Regions from separate parts of the Danio rerio genome. Here region 2 is linked to region 1. The links are chromatin contacts, called in public HiCAR-type maps. All regions are on one chromosome and are shown on one strand. The core of a region is the stretch at or near the end of the contact, and the rest is flanking DNA. Distances in the headings are between cores, read along the strand shown. Region 1 overlaps runx3 (RUNX family transcription factor 3). Region 2 has its middle 75 kb from the start of syf2.

Region 1 (2,930 bases), core at 223-2,722:
CAAGGAAACTTTCACAGTATCTCTGATAATATTTTTTCTTCTGGAGAAAGTCTTATTTGTTTTATTTCGGCTAGAATAAAAGCGTTTTTTAATTTTTTAAAACTATATTAGGGTCAAAATTATTAGCCCCTTTAAGCTATATTTTTTTCGATAGTCTACAGAACAAACCATCATTATACAATAACTTGCCTAAGTAATTACCCTACCCGCCTAGTTAACCTAATCAACCTAGTTAAGCCTTTAAATGTCACGTTAGGCTGCATAGAAGTGTCTTGAAAAACATCTAGTAAAATATTATGAAGGCGACGCAGTGGCGCAGTAGGTAGTGCTGTCGCCTCACAGCAAGAAGGTCGCTGGGTCACAGGTTTGAGACTCAGCTAGGTCAGTTGGCGTTTCTGTGAGGAGTTTGCATGTTCTCCCTGCGTTCCCTTGGGTTTCATGGGGTACTCTGGTTTCCCCCACAGTCCAAAGACATGCAGTACAGGTGAATTGGGTAGGGTGAATTGTCCGTAGTGTATAAGTGTGTGAGTGTGAATGTTTCCCAGAGATGGGTTGCGGCTGGAAGGGCATCCGCTGTGTAAAAACGTGCTGGATAAGTTGGCGGTTCATTCCGCTGTGGTGACCCCAGATTAATAAAGGGACTAAGCTGACAAGAAAATGAATGAATGAAAATATTATGTAGTGTCATCATGGCAAAGATAAAATAAATAATGTATTAGAAATGAGTTATTAAAACTATTATGTTTAGTAATGTGTAGAAAAAAAAAGTTATCTCCGTTAAACAGAATTTGGGGAAAAAATAAACACGGGGCCTAATAATTCTGACTTCAACTGTATGTTGAGAGGACTAAAAAAGTTCATTTAATTCACCTAAAAGCATTTCTTTACTGTGTACACATTGAATTATCATTTTAATCCAAACTAAACGGCATTTTCACTTTCTTTAAGTGCCACTTGGTTTGAAAAGCAATGACAAGGAACAAATATGACACAGCTCTGTAAACACCAGCAGTGAGTTCCCTTTATCTCTCTCTCTTTCTCTTTCTCTCTCTGGTCTCCTCTGGCTGTGGTTCGCGGGCTGCATTAGTGTTATGGATCTGCACCCCAAGCAGGCGTTCAGTGCTGTGTTAATTCAGCGGCTCTAATGCGGTCAGGCACTGCTGACCCCGCTGGTCAGAGAGAGTGGCCACTTTCATTGAACCCTCTATGTTTGCGGCTCCGAGACGCACCCTCGCACTCTGTGCCTGAAACGGCTTAATAACCCACCACAGCTGACATCTGAGGTTGGCAACCATCTAGACCACGGAGGGCTGTTCACTGTTTAATATTAACACACACTGCTGTGCAGGTATGTATACACCCAAACAAACTAAAACGCAGGGAGAAATCGAAACCAACACTTACTTACTGAAATACACTGTACGTTTTAGGAACACACACATACAGTGTGGCTCGGTATCATCTGCCGGTGACTCATATGTCTTTTAAAGCCGTCGGTGATCTGAAAGTAGTAAATACTCGCTGCACTGTCCGAAATACAATACCTAACATAGTCAAAAGCGTGACCGAGTTAGTAACAGAATCCAAATAGTGTGCGATGATAAACCTCTAATACTGAAAGAAAAACAGCAGGAACCAACAGATTATCTAACCTGTTTAACTTGGCACTCGCTCTAAAGACGGCTCAGCTAGGTTTTTACTGCAGTAAATAACTGGGTATAAAGCAGACACAAAGGAGAGACTATCCCATCTCGTATCACCTCAAGTACTTCTCCCTCATTATCAAACAACAGTGCACCGCAGAAAGAAAAGCCATTTCTACCAGAGCTGTGATTTGCAGTCTGGCATGAAATTGTACACAAGATGATAAATCAATAATAGGAACAACACATATTTATGTTGTGCTGGATGCATGCACTAGAAACACACAGCACAATGTGTGCAGCACAAAATGACATTTGTTCATCTAATGAACCACTCAAAGTGAAATATTCAGTCACACTTTATCTTAAGGTACAATTCTCGCTACATTAACAAACCATTACAGATGACTTTAAGCTGAATAAACTACTAATTTGCTGCTTATTCATAGTTATCAAGGTAGAATTTGGGTTTATATGGATGTAGAATAATATAATGCTGTTTGTTCATCTAATGAACCACTCAAGATAAAATATTCAGTCACACTTTATCTTAAGGTACAATTCTGGCTGTATTAACAAACCATTAACCATAACTTTAAGCTCAATAAACTACTAATTTGTTGCTTATTAATAGTTATTAAGCTAGAATTTGTGTTTAAAGCGATGTAGAATAATATAATGACGTTTGTTCATTTAATAAACCACTTAAAATAAAACATTCAGTCACACTTTACCTAAAAGTACAATTCTCGCTATATTAGCAAACCATTAACGATGACTTAAAGCTCGATAACCTACTAATTTGCTGCTTATTAATAGTTATTAAGGTAGAATTTGAGTCTGAAGCGATGTAGAATAATATTATGACGTTTGTTCATCTAATGAACCAGTCAAGATATGAAATATTCAGTCACACTTTATCTTAAGGTAGATTTCTGGCTATTAACAAACCATTAACTATGACTTTAAGCTCATTAAACTACTAATTTGCTGCTTATTAATAGTTATTATGGTAGAAATTGTTTTTAAAGTGATGTAAAATAATATAATATCGTTTGTTTAACTAATGAACCATTAAAAATTAAATAAATAGTCACAATTTATATTAACAAACCATTAACTATGACTTTAAGCTCATTAAACTACTCATTTGCTGCTTATTAATAGTTATTAAGGTATAATTTGGGTTTATATGGATGTAGAATAACATAAAGGCGTTTGTTCATCTAATGAACCAGTCAAGATAAAATATCCAGTCACACTTTATCTTAAGGTAGAATTCTTGCT
Region 2 (2,930 bases), core at 283-2,782, 220 kb after region 1:
ATAATATAATTTTTTAAGCAGTTCAGTTGTTTTAGCAGCTTTCCTATTTAACGATAGGCAGACTGATTCATTCAAGTCAATACAAAATGTTCTAAAATTAGGCAAACACTGAATAACTCTACATTTGTGAAGATGGAAAAGGCCACAAAGAGTTAAAAATATTAACATATTGTCCATTTCCTTACAATCTGACTCCCAAATCAAAAATAATAAATTAATCTTAAAATCAAAAAGGTTTTGTTGGCTGAGAAGACAAGCCAAGATATTTCTGTTCAAAACTTTTCTACAAAATTTTATTCCAGATTATAGTTACAGAATGTGCATCGCGTAAAGTTGTTTATGTTAAATTTATATAGTGAAGAATTACAGGGAGTTTTATTGGTCCTACAAACTTAAGATCGAGATCAACTCGATAAGGGAAAGTCTTGACTCGTTATACGTTCATAATATTTATATTATTTGCTAATTGAGAACCACCTCATGTAGAGCTTTGAATCTGCGTCTCATTTCGGAGTCTGCTACTGTCTACCGGAGGTCACATTTCGGTCATGTACGCATTATTTGAGAGCCTTTCTGAATGAAAGAATAAATAAAACACGCTGTTTTTCACTAAGGCAACCCGGGGTGCTGAAATATATTTGGCTAAACTGGCATAGGGCGAGTTAAAAGAACTAAAACAAAGACAGCCATTTCAGCACGTAACTCTAATTTTCAAAGCAGAATATTTGACTTCAGCATTGTTTTTCAGATAATTAAGAATGTTCACTTCGCATATTTCTTAAATATCTGCAAACATATTATAGTATTTTTATGCTTTAGAAGAGTCAAAAACTTACATACAGCACCTACAATTGAAAGAAATTAAGTTAACTTAATCGTTTTTGGATTTAAGGAGATTGAACATGAAATAATCAAGTTGTCCCCCCAAATAAACAAGGAATTGTGTTGTTTCATCTCAATTTAAATAAGTAAATAAGTAGAACAATCGGTGTAAAGACTCAAGCACATGTAAACTAAGCAGTGAAGTGTTGTACAGCGCTGCTGGATCCTCGTCTTCTGTGGTCTCCTGCTCGGATCCAGCAGCATATGGACTGTGGAAGAAATCTGGCTTATCAAAGAGTCTGTGATAAAGATCTCTGGAAGCTTCAGCTAGTAAACAGCACCATAAAAGTGGCTTTTGGGGTGGAGCGCAAGAGAGAAACTTGAAGCATTGCCCATTACCGATAAAACCACAACTTCTACAACAGTCTCGCTCACTATTTACTGTTCGCTGCTTTTTTCTTCTTCTTCTCTTTGCACACCAATTTTCAGTCCTCACACTACCGATTTAGAGGTGGGAAGCCTTTCTGTAAAATAGCGTGTGGAAAAGTGCCAGTCGTTGTAAGGAAGTCATCCATGATGCCTGAACTAGGAAAACCAGCACTTACATAATGCCATGGAGAAACCTCAAGGCCTCTGCCGGTGGTATTGAACCCTCCACAGCGCTGCCAGGTTTCATACTGGGCCACAGAAATATACTGGATTCTTCCTGAAGCTAGACTCAATAGCACCTCCTAGTGTCTGCCTGTAAAACACAAACACTTTTAGACGGCTGTTCTGACCTAGTGAGGGGAAAAAAGTGCATCTGGGCCTGTTTTCACAATACTTTTCATCTTACCTCTAAGAGTTCCCCTAGATGTCAAGAATTTTCTTTTAAAGGGATAGATCACCCAAAAAGTGAAAATTCTGTCATCGTTTAATTTAAAACTTTTAAAGTAATCTAAATTAGAAAACATTCTAGAGCAGGGGTCACCAATCTCGGTCCGTGAGGGCCAGTTTCCCTGCAGGTTTTAGCTCCAACTTGCCTCAACACACCTGCCTGAATGTTTCAAGTATACCTAGAAAGACCTTGATTAGCTTATTCATGTGGGTTTGATTAGGGTTGGAGCTCAAATCTGCAGGACACCGGCCCTCCAGAAACAAGTTTGGTGACCACTGTTCTGGAGAATACAGTTATACAGGTATTTATACACATGGTAAAAACACAACTCAAGTAGCAGATAAACTTACACAAGCTATGGCTCATAAGTCATTTCTAATAACTAATTTATTTTATCTTTGCCATGATGACAGTAAATAATATTTTACTAGATATTTTTCAAGACACTTCTATACAGTTTAACGTGACATTTAAAGGCTTAACTAGGTTAATTAGGTTAACTAGGCAGGTTAGGGTAATTAGTCAAGTTATTGTATAACGATGGTTTGTGCTGTAGACTATTGAAAAATATTAGCTTAAAGGATCTTATGATTTGGCCTTAAAATGGTTTTAAAAATTAAAAACTGCTTTTATTCTTGCCAAAATAAAACAAATAAGACTTTCTCCAGAAGAAAAAATATTAACAGACATACTGTAAAAAAATTCCTTGCTCTGTTCAACATAATTTGGGAAATATTTAATTAAAAAAAAAATTCAAAGGGCTTCAACTGTATGTCTTTCATTTTCTAGTAACAAAATAATTTAACAAAATTACAAATTTATACCACGAATATATTTGACCCTTGTTCGCCTCATAGGATATATGCCGGTGCATCACCTTTATGTAATCGATGTAAGAAACATCATTATTTTAATCTAATAACATAAACTGGATTTGTTGATGTTCATGTTTTTATATTTGTATACTCTGATGCTACGTAATGCTGAATATTCTTTTTGTCAATTAGGCTGTTTGTTATATTGTAAAATAATAAATAAAAAAAACTAAAACTTTTAAAATAAGAGCTTCTTTCTTCTGTTAAACATAGCTGAATATATTCTATATAACATGTGGTGTAATAAAATCTTCACTGACTTCCAGAGTATTTTTTTAATGCCATTATTTTGTATTAGACAGCAAAAAAAAAATATATATAAATATAAAAATCATAAGTATTTAGAATCACTTGAG

The links. HiCAR-type assays count read pairs that join an accessible place to other places.
Region 2: a HiCAR-type map of caudal fin shows a contact between it and region 1, with 5 times the contacts expected there. The contact joins two enhancer-like sites. A contact is called at or near these places in 1 of 18 Hi-C or Micro-C datasets (caudal fin) and 1 of 4 datasets of contacts at active chromatin or transcription factors (caudal fin).

What each region holds. Positions count from the first base shown.
Region 1 is chr13:48,745,714-48,748,643 of GRCz12tu, forward strand. The region is part of intron 4 of runx3 (RUNX family transcription factor 3); the gene reads right to left. Among named protein-coding and RNA genes, the nearest start is that of runx3, 52 kb to the right of the region's middle. Within about 2 kb of position 1,473, at least 5 of the 62 cell types and tissues checked have an H3K27ac peak or open chromatin away from gene starts, as enhancers often do. A contact at or near this core is called in caudal fin, where this site is marked.
Region 2 is chr13:48,964,654-48,967,583 of GRCz12tu, forward strand. No RefSeq gene overlaps it. Among named protein-coding and RNA genes, the nearest start is that of syf2, 75 kb to the right of the region's middle. Within about 2 kb of position 1,533, at least 6 of the 62 cell types and tissues checked have an H3K27ac peak or open chromatin away from gene starts, as enhancers often do. A contact at or near this core is called in caudal fin, where this site is marked.